2 separate regions of the Mus musculus genome follow, and region 2 is linked to region 1. A link is a contact called in public promoter capture Hi-C data. All regions are on one chromosome and are shown on one strand. Each heading gives the region's core, a stretch centred on a gene start, on an enhancer-like site or on the middle of the called end of the contact. The rest is flanking DNA. Distances are from core to core; before and after follow the strand shown. Region 1 overlaps Suclg2 (succinate-Coenzyme A ligase, GDP-forming, beta subunit). Region 2 holds the start of Tafa4 (TAFA chemokine like family member 4).

What was found. Promoter capture Hi-C pulls out the DNA fragments that hold promoters and counts their contacts.
Region 2: a contact with region 1 is called in a promoter capture Hi-C map of hematopoietic stem and progenitor cells, with 5 times the contacts expected there. The contact joins the promoter of Tafa4 here to the enhancer-like site in region 1. A contact is called at or near these places in 12 of 39 promoter capture datasets (the 3T3-L1 cell line, 3T3-L1-derived adipocytes, the C10 cell line and 7 more), 1 of 115 datasets of contacts at active chromatin or transcription factors (embryonic stem cells) and 1 of 9 other capture datasets (embryonic stem cells).

Annotation. Positions count from the first base shown.
Region 1 is chr6:95,549,260-95,556,141 of GRCm38.p6, reverse strand. The region is part of intron 9 of Suclg2 (succinate-Coenzyme A ligase, GDP-forming, beta subunit); the gene reads left to right. Among named protein-coding and RNA genes, the nearest start is that of Suclg2, 170 kb to the left of the region's middle. Within about 2 kb of position 3,376, at least 39 of the 459 cell types and tissues checked have an H3K27ac peak or open chromatin away from gene starts, as enhancers often do. A contact at or near this core is called in hematopoietic stem and progenitor cells, where this site is marked.
Region 2 is chr6:97,056,599-97,063,480 of GRCm38.p6, reverse strand. Tafa4 (TAFA chemokine like family member 4) reads left to right here and starts at 3,070. Exons shown (of 6, transcript NM_177233.5): 1 at 3,070-3,350.

The sequences.
Region 1 (6,882 bases), core at 2,127-4,626:
TGCAATAATGATGCAGTGTCTATCTAGTCCTAAAGGCTTTACACTCATGGTCAGAAGCTCCTGCGTGGCTCTGGGAAGCCTGTTTAGAACCACAGAGCTTGCGTGATCGATTTGGTTTTTGTTTTTATCATTCTCTAAAAAAAATTTATTTCTCATATATATTCTTCACTAGTTAAGAAATAACACTGTTTGAATTTATTTACTTAGTTTTTTGGTGGGTGTGGGGTGAGGAAGAGTAGGGTACACAGGTGCTGCAAGTGTACGTGTAGAAGCCAGAGGGCAGTGTGTGCAAGTTAGGTCTTCCTTCCACTGTGTGGTCCCAGAGATCAAACTCAGGTCATTAGGTTTGACAGCGAGCACCTTTGCCTGTTCAGCCATATCTCCTGGCTGTCTCTAGCTTTTTTGAAAGCTAATAAATTTCAGAATTCCTTATCCACAGCATTTGTGTTGTCTCCTAAATAATGCAGATCTGTTATTTGATGCACTGTCATGACAGAGGTTGGGACATACAGAAGGACACAGAAGACAATGGATCACTCATTGGTCCTCAGTCCTTCTGTAACAGTTAATAAGATGGGCACTCTCTCTGCCTCCACTGTTTCCTTCTGTTGCTGTGCACAGGGGTTTCTAAGAGAACTTTGATTCATTTTATGTTTTCCCACTGAACAACAAACTGATTTTTTTAATTACATCATTGGATTTTTTTATATATCAAGATTCTTATTACCTGTTTCAGATTCCATTGTGCTTTCTTGTATTTTACTCATTTCTCCATGCTTAAAATATTTAAATGGTTTTCTGTCACCATCATATGATCTCCTCTGAGTCTTTTCATGGTGTATGTTTCTAAGTAAGCTTGGGAGTACACACTTACAGTCATCCTTTTACAGATAGCTCTATTGCAGTTTCCCCTTTTTAACCTAGCACCTACGTGTAGGGGAATTTTATTTCTCTCCCTAAATGTCTCTGGTGACCACATATCTAACTGAGGTTGGTTGTCTTGTTACTTTTGTTGATGTGACAAAGCACCAGGCAAACCATTTAAGAAACAAAGGACATCCCTTGCAGGATGGGGGTACAGCCATCATGTTAGGAGTCACAAGGCAGCTGGCCATGCCGTTTTACAGTTAGTAAGCCAAGAAAGATGCTGGTGCACTTATTCAGGAAGGCTGAGACCCCGACCCTAATAGACTTGTGCCAGTCACAGTAGTGTGCATGCATCTTCCCACTGGAGTTCATCTACGTAATCCCTCCTGTACACACCCAGGGCCCAGATGTGCCCATAAAGGGGTCTAACTGTTACAGGTGACTCCTGCCATTCCCTGAAGAGTTTAGAAGTGATCCAGAAAGTTAAATAGGAACCCACTAAGATGTTACTATTTGGATTTTAATAGATGTCTTCAGAGGGTCTATGCACAGCTAAATCTGTGTACCACCCTGACAGTTGGGTAAAAACAAATTATGGTCACCAAGGATATTTCATTATAAGCTAACCTAATAAGTATAATGCTAATGGGATATGAAAATGACACAATTATAATTCTATATCTTATTATAAATCTCTGACTACCAGATGTGGAGATTGGGGCTAAAACGTGACACTTCAGTGCTTGACCCTTTTCAGAAGCCCCTTTTTTCTTTCTTTTTCTTTGTTTTTGTTTTCCTGAGACAGGGTTTCTCTGTGTAGCCCTGCCTGTCCTGGAACTCACTCTGTAGACCAGGCTGGCATCGAACTCAGAGATCCACCTGCCTCCCAAGTGCTGGGATTAAAGGCGTACGCCACTACTGCCCAGCAGAAGTCCCTTTTTTTATGGAAATGAAAACAGTAAAATATTCATAGGTATTGTTGTGCAACATTGCTTTTGGTGTGTCAAAAAAGAAATGTGATTTGACCTGTCATTCTCAGGCACATGTTACGAGCATTCAGAATGAACAAAGTCAGTGGTAGAGATAAATCTGTTTATAATGTAACATGTTCCTGTTGCTCTCTCTGTGTTTATTAAGTGCGGGCTGTCCAACAGTGTGAACATACACATGAAAAGTTTGTGAGAGTTTTGTTTGTTTGTTTGTTTGTTTGTTTGTTTTGAAGTGTTATTTTGGGCTTGGGAGATGGCTCAGCACTTAAAATGCTTGCTATACAAGCAAGACGACCCACGCTTGTATGCCCAAAACCCACATAAACACGAGGCAGGTAAGGTTCCTTTAGTTCTAGCCTCAGAATGCAGAGCCTGGGCTAGGGGATGCTCTAGAACAAACTGACTGCCCAGGCTAGCCCTATTGGCAACCTTTCGTTTTGATTGAGGGACCCTGTCTCAGAGAATAGGAGGATTCTGCAGGAAGATTCCTGACATCTTGACTTCTGCTTCCCACCTCTGGGAGCACATGTGAACATGCACACATGCACAGGCTCACCCCCTGCTTGTGAAAAGAAGAAAAAGATGGTTTCATTCATTTGTATGTATATGTGTGTGCGTCTCTTTCTTCACATGTGACCTCTGCAGAAAGAAGTTCTTTGTATGTCTTCTTTTTTTTTTTTTTTCATGATCTTGAGTGAATACAGGGTAGATATGCATCATGGATGTGTTTGGTTCAAGAAAACATTTAGTTGGCATTGATAACTGGGCTCCTCCGAAACTGTAGCATTTCTCCCTGGAGCCAGAGTGTGTCTTTTAAAAGGAAAAGAAGAGCTGAACAGGGTCTAAGTTTTTCCACATGGAAATCGATAGCGGCAAGGGCAGACCCACTCCATCCTGTCAGATGCCATCTTGATAAGCGTGGCTGCTTTCCGAGTTAGTAATGGCAGAACATCAGATTTTGCTTCCCTCACAAGACAGAGCTATAAATTGAGAAGTTTATTTTTTCCTTCCTTAAAAGCTGCAAAAAAGCCCTTTAGATACATGGAGGCCGTCAGTGCAACCAAGCCGACTCTCCAGCAAGCCCTTTCAGTTACCTGGTATATGAACACCCATTTCATACAATCTGGTTGTTTGGTTTTGATTTTTTATTTAAAGTACCTATAAAAAGCTAACCAGCATAAGTTTGGTTTTTTAGGGTAGAGTGTTTTGACAGAGATGCAACATAAAGGCTGGGCAGGAGATGCAATATACAGAAGCCTCAGCCTTTGGTCTTTCTCTCACCACAATTAGCAACACAACCTTAGAGCCTACTTGTCAAAGTCTATCATGCTGGAGAACCACCCAGAGAGCTGGGTACAGCACATACTGCCAGGTGCCACTCTGGATAATTTTCTTCAGGTCAAGAAGCCAAAAATTGGGCAGGAATGAGTGTATTTGTCACAGTCTCAAGACCTGACCCAGACAGGATCTTGTGAACAAATATTAGGGGGAGTGGCAAGGGACTAGGAGAGGCTGGCTCTGACCCGGCAGACAGGAAGGTGTGGGAAGATGGTCTGTCAGTCTGTGAGCCAGACACAACCAGAAGAGGCCCCAAGTTTCCTAGGACTGCATCTCACCGGGTTCCATTAAGTTGGAAATTACAGTCTGAGCCCAGCTACCGCTGGCAAGCAATCTACTATTTGGTGGAGTCTCAACAGTAAGTCTTGAGTTACTGCAAGTGGGGTGAGCAGAGAGGGGGTCTGTAAAGTAGTGACACATGAGTGAACAAAGGGACCGAGCAAGCAGAGCAGAGAAAAAGGGAAGTGCAGCAGCTGAAGGCCAAGAGAAGAACGCTGAGGAGGCTAAGCTTAGGCTGGGCTCCCCTCAGGGTGGGTGAACGACCAAATTAGGAGTTTGGGATTTTATTCTTAGAGAGAGGAGTGGGGAGAAAGAGAAATCTCACAAAGACTTGCCACACCACCAGAATGACCAAATCTTAGGAGAGGGTGGGGTCTGCATTGTGGGAAGGGAACAGAGGAAATAGCTTACTGACGTGATCAGTTCTTCCTAGTCTGGACATCCCTGGCCACAGGCTTTCGAGGCCTTGGGTTTTCTACAAATCCCTGGGCTTTTGAGAGCCCTCCGATCTTCAAAACATCACACTGTGGATGTAGCCACATAGATTCAGATAGCTTCACAGAGCTATACCACTACAGCCAAACCAGCTGAAAGCCTGGCCTATCAGTCTCGTTTCTTTTCCTATATATTATTACAGAAACTGTATGCACACTGACACCTGAGGGAGAACTCAAGCAGAGTATCTCTTAACATTCAGAGGTAACAAAGGTAAATACATGAGTAGAATGTTCATAAATATAGTTACCAGTAAATTCTTCCCTACCGATCCCTGTCTCCCCATAGCTCTTGCTGGGGAGATGGCTCAGTTGGTAAAGTGCTGGCCATGTATGCCTGTGGACCTGAGTTCCCATCCCCTGCATCCATGTAAAGGCCAGTTATGAAAGCTTTAACTGCATCTCTGAGGGGCTCTTGGGGGCTGGAGTTAGAAAGATCATAGGGGTCACTAGCCAGCCACCCTCGCAGTTGGTGAGCTCTAGGTTCATTGAGGGTCATTGTCACAAAAACAATGTATGGTATAACTAAGAAAGAGACCGAGTGTTAACCCTTGGCACCTCAGTGTGCACACAAGTGCACATGTGCCAGCGCACGCATGCACATGGACACACGGGAATGTGCAACCCAGCATGTTAAGAAAGTGGGAACACAAGTTTGCACTTAGATTAGGGCAGGTTTTCAGACTCCTCTCTCAGTCCTTACCACGCCTACTTTGAGCCTAGAGGCTCTGAGACAGTTCTCGTGTCTGCTGTTTGGACCAGGTTTTAGCTGAGTGAATAAAGACCCAATGGTTAAAATTTAGAAGTGTGTCCCTTGGCATTGAGGGTACTCCCATTTCAGAGATGCCAGACATAGATGTGCTTGTTTCAGAGGAGAGTCTGCACATCCACTTGTGATTCCCTCCCCCCTCCCCCAAGGTCTTCTGTTCCTCTAGCCTTGCATTTCCTGTCCTTGGGAACTAGTAAGCCCTGACTGTCCAGGCGGGGCCATAGCATCTGCTGTAAGTAGCGAAGTGATTGCCTGTCACTCAGAGCATGCAGAGACCAGGAACTTCTGCGATTGATGCTTGACAGAATAATTAGAAACGTGTCACTTTGCAGTAACCATTTGAGCATTCCTAAAGGAATAGGCCAGGGCAAGGTCTCTGCTGTCTAGTCCTGAGGTTAAATGTTCAAGAAGGCAAAACATAGTGTGTCGTGGGAGAAAATTGCCTTGGACATACAGGCAGAGATGGCCGTCCTGCTCCTAAACAATGGCCCCGCGTAGCCAGGGCTCCTGCTATTTCTCTAGCTCCCATGCTGTGTTAATTCCTCTGCAAGGTTGGTTTACTCTATCACAGGGGTGGCAGGGTCTGCAGGTGTGTCCTTGACCTTTGTAGGGTCAACATGGCCCCTGGTCCTGGCATCACTGTTACTGTCTCAAGTAAGATCACTGGGACCCAGCTTGACCTTAATAGGCAAGGGGGGAGGAAAGTTAACGGAGAGAAGACTAAGTTAACTTATGCCTGCGTCTCCTTATTTTATAGGAAAATAAGTTAGAGAATGGGAGTGTATCTTTGGAAGAAAAATCTGTCTCCAAGTCTACATCTTTTATTTTCACTACTTCCATTTTTTACGTTTATGTGTAGGGGTTGGGTGTGTAGAGATCAGAGAACAACTTGTGGGGAGCCTGTTGTCTTTCCACCATGTAGGTGTAGGGATTGAACTCAGGTCTTCAGGTTTGGCAGTTAGCACCCTTACTCTCTGAGCTATCTCACCTTACTGATTCCTTTTTAAAAGGTGAGTTTTAGGGCCAGCAAGATGACTCCATCTTGTAAAGGAGTGAGTACCTGCTACCAAGACTAAGTTAACTTATGCCTGCTTCTCCTTATTTTATAAGAAAATAAGTCCTGAACTCCATTCCCAGACCTCTCAGAGTGTAAGGAGAGAGCCAGCTCCTAACGTTGTCCTCTGGTTGGCACACATGTGCTCTGACTGTATACCAATGAATATATACAAAACAAGCAAATAATGAAATTTTTCTTTTTTGATCTTGAGTTTTAATATTAATACTTTGACGTCAGGGTTTCTTCTGGTGGCTCTGAGAAATGCGACACTGGTTACAGCACTCTTTGTAAGCTTACAGGAGAATGAGGCAGAGAAGAATCAGCACTGATGGGCCTGCTCTGCTCTTGACTAACGTGCAGAATAGCACCTGAGTCTTAAAATTCGGTGAGTGGTGCATGCTGAGTGCCTGGCATGCTGAAAAACTGTGTTCAGGGAAGGGTTAAAACATCTTCATCCTGTTTGTCTTTAACTAAAGCAATCAGAATGTTGGCCGCCCCCAGCTGTGGCCCACAGCCTTCCTTCCCCTTAGGTTTCCTCTATGGATTTAGTTTGTTATTACTTACAAGCAAGTTGATCCTCCATCTTCTGCTGATTTCTTTTCTTATTTGTTTCTTTTCTTGGGTTTTGGTGTAGGTTGTTATGTTGCAGAGAATGCGTTCAAAGTTTTCATCCCCCTGCCTCGGCCTCCTGACTACTTAGAATTTAGGTGTGAACCACCATACCTGGCTTCAAATGAGTCTAAAACTCTTACATCTAGAGACTGAGCAGCAAGTATTGTAAAGCAAGCTGTCCTACAGCTCCTCACTTTATCAGCGCAGACACCACTGTCTGTCTCAGACCACACACAGCCTTAATGCTCACTGCTTCCCTGGAAGCCTCCCAGGTTCTGGGCACGGGAGATACCTGTCAGTTCTGTGCTTCTCTCAAATAGGGGCCTTGTTGGCCCTCAGAGAACACTGGGTGATGCCTAGAAATCTTTGGGGCTGTCAAGTTGGGGTGAGTGAGCTACTGATATCTCGGGAGGCAAGGCCAGGGATGCAGCCGAACATCCCACAGAACAGCTCATCATACTGAAGGTTCTCAGCTCA
Region 2 (6,882 bases), core at 1,821-4,320, 1.5 Mb before region 1:
TTTATCAAGGTCCTTATAGTTCCCAGTTTGAAGCAAGGGAATGCAAAGCAAATATTTAGTGAGAAAAGTGAACTTGAAAGTTAAAGGGCTGGGGTAAATAAAAAAAAAGGTGAGTGACTGGCGCTTTGAAGATTTCAAAGACCAATGCAGTGGGATAGACACATGCTCTTTGCATTCTAAAGGCTTGCTTCATTTGTTTCTGCTAGCCACTCTGGCACAGACTTTAGGTGACAGACTGGCTCAGGACCACGGGCTTATTATTTGACCTTTTTTTGGAGATGGAGCTTTTTCATCTGTGGAATAGAAGCTGTACTAAGAGAAATTTACTTTTTCAGAAGATGAGCATGATAACCCCATAAAGCACTTAGCATACTCAGACACACAGCTATGATTAATGTTTGTTGTTATCATTATTAGTCTTCTACGGAAAAATTATACTCCAGGTACATGAGCATTGCAAGAAAAGAATTTTAAATTGAAGTTTTACTTAATAATAAGGGGATTTGTGCGTATGTGTGTCTCAGGGCATGCGTGGAGGTCAGAAGACAAACTTGGCTGCCAGTTTTCACCTCTTCCCTTGCTTGAGACAAACTGTCATTGCAGACGTTGCCATATAAGCCTGACTGAGTCTCCTGTCTTTACATCCAATCTTGCCCTGGAATTATAGATCCATGTACTACTGAGTCCAGATTTTATATCAGTTCCAGGGGTTTGAACTCAGGTCACCAGGTTTGAGTGGCAAGTGCTTTATCCATGGAACCATCTTCCCCACCCTGATAATGGAGAGATTTTTGTAAATAGGCTTAGTAGTGTCAGAATGTCCTGCCACAGGCTCAGTCACAGGTGTGTGTATTATAAACCAAGATATGCCCACTATCTCGTTCCATCTGTTATAAGAGGAGGAAAGAGAAACATAAAGTTCAAATAACAAGAATTCCTAGAGGCACAAAGGGAGTTTGTGAGTTTCCGTGCATAAATGCAAAGGCAACAACAACAACAACAAAAACCAAACAAAAGACCTGTTGGCATGACCTTCACTTGGTCTTACATAAAAAAAAATAGTCTGACCCATTTTAATAATACAGACATTGATTGATTTGACATAACTTCAAATGGTGCATAACAGCTGGCAGGATAGAAGGAGGGGCCTATGCAATGAGTGGCAGAGCTGGTTTTGTTGTTGTTGTTTTTACGAGAGGACAACTGAGCTAATGCTGGTGACAGTCTCTGTTTAGATGTTTGTTTGGTAGACCTTCTGTCCTTTAGATCTTGGCTGTCACCATGTCAGTGACTTTACCAGGGCAGACAATCTGAATTATGGACACCGCCATAATTCCTGTGCTCATTCTATAATCTTTTAATACATATTTTGCTCTGAATTTGCCTCTTTTGTACATTGGTTGAATTGCTTGGTGCCCAACCTTCCCTGTAACTATAGACAGAAGTCACGCCTGCTGGGTTGGTCACAGCATCCCAAAGCCTGGCACATAGCATTTGATGACATGGCATTTGATAAGCAGCTGGATGAAGAAATAATTGGAACTCCTTTAGCTCCCTCCTCCCATTACTTACCTTTCTGTGGTGCTGATTTGGCCGTATAGCTCAGTTCATAGGGGGCATTCTGCCTCTGTCAACTGCTGCATTCGGCATATCACATCATTGGACATTTACCAGGATGTCCTTTAACTGTACCATCATAGGAACAGGCACGCTCGCAAGGGTTGCTCATGGTTGAAAACCCTTAGGTTGGTGACAATTTAATAGCGTGACTGACTTTGCAAGGCCCCAATTTTGATAACAAAAGAGCCAGGGATTGTCACTGTTTTGCAATCAGGGAAATAATGTGGTGTGGCTTGTGTGTGTGGCAGGAGGCGTGGGAAACAAGGGCAGTGGCCTGGATGAGACCAAGCAGCAGGGAGAGAAAGTGGATATATGTGGATGCGTCTGCGGTAGATGGCTCATCATTTTAATTCAATGAAAAATAAAAGGACTGGGGGTGGGGTGGGGGGAGCTGTTAGCCAGTGGCAGAGGACAGCACGGTGACAGAGAATGGTGGTTTTCAAACTGCATGCATATAACAACCACATGGGGACTTTGAGTTTAAATGAAAATTCTGGTTCTAGGGTGGAGCCTGAAAGTCCAAAATTCTAGCCTGGTCTCAGAGAGAAGGCACGTGCTTGCTAACCGGGGTCAAATATAAGCGGTACTACTACTAATTAACTCCACAATTGTGAGCAAATTATTTAGCCTCTCTGAGCCTTAGTTTTCTCATCTATACAATGGCGGTCAGATGAGAGAAGATACTGTTTAAATGCCGCTGATTGTTGGTTACTTCTGTGAGGGAAGAGGGAAAAGCGATTGGATGGGGCTGGAAACAAGGTAGAGGTAAGGCATCAAAGAACTGGATTTTAGAGACAGGATTCAGGCTAACGGTAAACGCGCTATGTCGTCTAGATGACCTTGAACTTCTGATCCTCCTGCTAGGGTCACAGACTGCATCACTGCATCTAGTTTTATGTAGTGCTAGTGCTGGTCTCTGGCATGCTTAGGCAATGAGTCCCATTAAAACAGGTTTGTTTGTTTGTTTGTTTGTTTTTGTTTTAGAAAATCATTTAGCTATTAACCTGTGTGTCAAGTTTTCTCTTTTTCTCACGCAAAGACATTACGCATGCAGCCAGACTGCTTTTGCACACGTTAGAAGATGCCTGCTTGCAGTCTGTAGTGGGACCTCTGTGGAGGAAATGGTTTCAACTGGGAGCGGAACCCCAAATTCTCCTACCGTTTGCAGGGCTTAACTTGGCTCTCAGGTGTTCAGAAGAATCAACACCTTTCCTCCAGCACCTGCGGAGTAGTGGCCACAGCGAGGCGCTCGCTTAGGAGAGGCGCACACAGCAGTACGGTAGGGAGGTGAGGGAAGAGGGGTGGAGGGGGGGTGGGGCTCAGAGGACAGGCCCACGTGGACTGCGGGGTTTGACAAGGGCGCCAGCAATCGGGCAGTCTGGCCAATCAGCGCTGTCAGCGGCCAGCCGGGCTCCTCCTGGTCAGCTAGCTCTGGGCTGGTTTCTGCACTGCTAGCCTGGAGCCACCCTGGACGGGGCGCACTTGCTGGGCGCGCAGGGCTGTCTGCACCCTCTGGGATCTGGCTGGGACAATGTTTCTTCTTTAAGACACGGCGCTTCCCACGGTAGCTTTGGCTTCTCTTTGCAGCAGCACCGGAACTTTCCCCACTTTCGGCCGTACTAAGAGGGTGATGGGCGCAAGTCGCCAGCTGAGCATCCTTTGGTTTCAGTGCTGTGATCGGCGCTTCACTCTGGACTCCCGGATCTGACTCGGCTGCTCTTTCTAGTCTAGTAAGAATGGGCTCTGGGGTAGAGCTGGCGGGAGAAGGGGTTAGAGCAGCCTTGAACCTTATGCTTAAGCATGGTCTCCGCGAGAAGAGTGGCCTTTGGGGCTAATTTCAGTTTCACTAGTCTCGGTGTAGCTAGCCCTAGTCACTCCAGCATTTAGCAGGGAGCAGGGGGAAGTACTTGAATCAGCCGCGTGCATCCTAAAGTTAGAAGAGACACTGAGAAGGATACGACGTGCAGCTAGGGGTTATGAGTAGGGACGGCGGGCAGCAGCCACTTCCAATTTGGGAGTTCAGACTCTGGAGCCCTACTGGTGCTGAGGCAGCCACTTGATGAACTGGGGTGAGCAGTCTCAGGGCGAACACCCCAAGAGCTGGAGCTTCTGTCTGGCCACTGAGGTCTCATCCTTTTGCATCCGAGCAGGGGTCCTTACAAGTATCAGCAGGAGGAAGTAGGTGGGCTGGTTCCTGGACCTCCGACAGCTTGGGCTGACTGGGAGCGCAGGTGGTTAACAGGGAAGGGTCTTAGAGTTCTGGTGAGGCATCTCGGCTTTGTCCACCAAAGCTGCAAGCGCCTCAAAATTTATTTCCCTCTTGCTTCAGTTACATGGCCACTTGTCTCGCACCGCACCGCAGGGCGTCTTTAACCCAAGCTTGTCCTTGGAGAATTGGAAATAGAAAGCTTTATAGCCTGCACCTGGGAAGGCAGCCCAAGCCACAAGCTTCTTGCTAGTGTGTTAGTGTGTTTTTTCCCTTGAACGCTGAGTTATGAATCAGCCAGAAATATGCATATGTACAAGTTCACAGACTCTTGGAGTAGCAGCCATGTGCCAACCCCCACCGGGACTGAAGTATCCCTTTTGGTGAAGCGTACTGATCCCAGAACTCTTTTTGCTTTTAACTTTTTAATGCCCTTCCCTCCGAGAAGAGCAAAGTTAATAAGATGTGACAGGCAAAAATCCCTGCTTGGAGGCGGCCTCAGTGGGAGAGGGGGTATTTCCATTGAGTCCTTAGTCTGATATTTCCTGTAATCCTTGATACGGGGATAGCCCATCTGCTGACTCAGGCAACCAAACCTGTGCACATCAGTGACTAAGCTTCGTCAAAACATCTTTGCTACAAGCAAGCAAACAACAAACCAGCAACAAAACCCCAATATAATTTAGGAATGGCAGTCTGACAATGTAGTTAGTGTTGTTGACCGCTTGGCTATTTAGGAACAGACGTTTGATTTGCTTTGAAGAATTCTACAACCGATTCTTGGATGAGGCACATTTCTGCTAACTTGAGAGTCACAAGTCAGGGGTGCAAGCCCACGTCCTCTGGGTTGGAAATACAGGTCTTGTTAAGATTTCCAGGGTCTCTCCAACTGATGGTGACTAATGTCCTCTCCAAATGACCCAGAGATTTGGCATCACTCTTTGGTGCACAGAGCTTTCTAGGTGTGGATGCTTTCTGATCAATAGTTTGTTTCAATAGCTTGATCGATGGCTGTGTTTCAAGGTTTCCTCCCTTAAGTTCCTCTCCCATCCTGTTTTTCTAGACTTCGCTCTCTTCTCTCAGTGCTAACTACCTTTGACATGTCACAATGTGTTGGAAGACTTAAGTCATGATTTGATTGGCTTGTTTTCCCTGTTATCTGTAATAAAGTTCTTCAGAAAGGCAGTTTGCAGGTTGTGAATGGTTGTATTATTTCACCTCATTGCAAAATAGACCTGTGAATATCTCTTTGCTATTGAATATTCTTTATTGGAAGCAGCCTCTGATATTTCTAGGACTGGACTGTTCTAGGTCACTTGGATTTCAATATTCATTTTGTGATCTTTTTTGAGGCGTGTATTGTTTGATAACCTAGTTCCTGCTAGTAAAAAAGAACAGATCTTTGCTTTGTCCCCACACCCACCTCCTTTTCTGTGTCACAGAGCCTTTGTTAATAGCAGATTTGTCTGCCCCCTTCGTTTACTGTCACACTTATTACAATACTTTGTTATGTAAATGATATATCGATGCATATGATATTAAAACTGTATTCACTGGGGATTAACCAATGGGCATGATGTCATCAGCAGCCAATCCTCTGCCTGTTTTGAGCTTGCATTGACCAAAATCACCCTATCATACCGAGTATACTGGGTATGGAATCCTATATTGCCTGTGGTAAGGGGATGGAGTCTTTTTTGACACTTTCCAACTCTCCAATTAGTTGCCTGGTTGTAGAGTTTGGGGGAGTTTCTATGTTACGTGGCTTAGCCTAATGCTAAAATTTTCCAATCGGGGTTTTACAATCTCATTAGAACTTGCATAGGTGTACTCTCCCCTTTATGTTCCCTTTCCCTTTGGGGGTTTTCAGCCCCTCTGTGGCTCTGTTTCCTTAGGAAACATCATGGGAAATGGACTAGGTTTGTGTGTGCTCTGTCCACCATACTGCAGCCACCGGAGCAGTGGGCTGAATTGTTGGCGTACAGGTGTTTGCATCATCGGATGTTGGTGCCAGGTCATCCAGGATCACAAGATGTCTTCAAAGCCTCCCTCCACTTGATCATTCGGTGTTAAGTTATCCTCCCTGAAGATGGCCTGGGACTGAGAGTAAGAAACAGGTGAAGCTGTGTGCCATGGGCTTGGGGAGACACTCTCAGTCACCTTCCTCACTCCATAACTATTTGGTCTGAAAATGCTATTTCACAAAGCTAATGTCAGAGCCTTAGGTGGTTCAGGCTTGGAGAACTGTCCCATGGAATTGCATTTCTAATATATTGCCTGCTCAATTTTCACTCCGCAGTATAACCATTTCTCCCAAGAGACCACCAACTCTGTCTACCCATCTATTTGATATTTGTGTAAAAATAAAAATAACTTGCAGTTTTATGGTCAACATTTAAGTTCAGTCCACTTTCCTCTAGAAAGCCTGTCCAAGGGGTGTTTTTTTCCCCTTTTTATTCAAATAGGAACTTAATTATGCATTCTGGTTTAAGAAATACAAAGGCTCTATCTGGAAAGTAGCTCTGAGATCTGATCTCAGAGGGAGGAGTTATAACGCCTTGATCCCGGTGTGCTATGTATTCTGGGAGCATGGATTGGGATCCCAGAGTCTTGATTCTCAGCCCCGGTGTCTGCTCCAAGCAAGACTTACATGCAGTAGTTTCTATGCTGTGGTGAGACCCTTCTCTTGGCTTTCTCAGCAGAGGAGAGCCTTGTAGATTTCTTTCAGCAGCTTGCCTCAGCTGTTGGAACACTGCTTTGGTAAAAACCAGGTACTGGGATGTGACACCTATGCACCTGATTGGCATCCAGTATTGGGGGTACTTGATAATACCATGACAACCTGACAAATCCAAAGGAGGTGCTGTTACTCAACAGGCAATGGAGTCACAGACAAACTGTTTTCTTTTTTGAAATTGAGTACTGCTGGCACATATAAAGAAAGTGTTCTGCCTAGAAAAGAATGACGATTTTAAAATAATGAAGTAAAGAGAGAGTTGGATTTTTTTTTGTTGTTGTTTTTGCTAAACTAAAAAAAAAAAAAAAGCACAGAACAC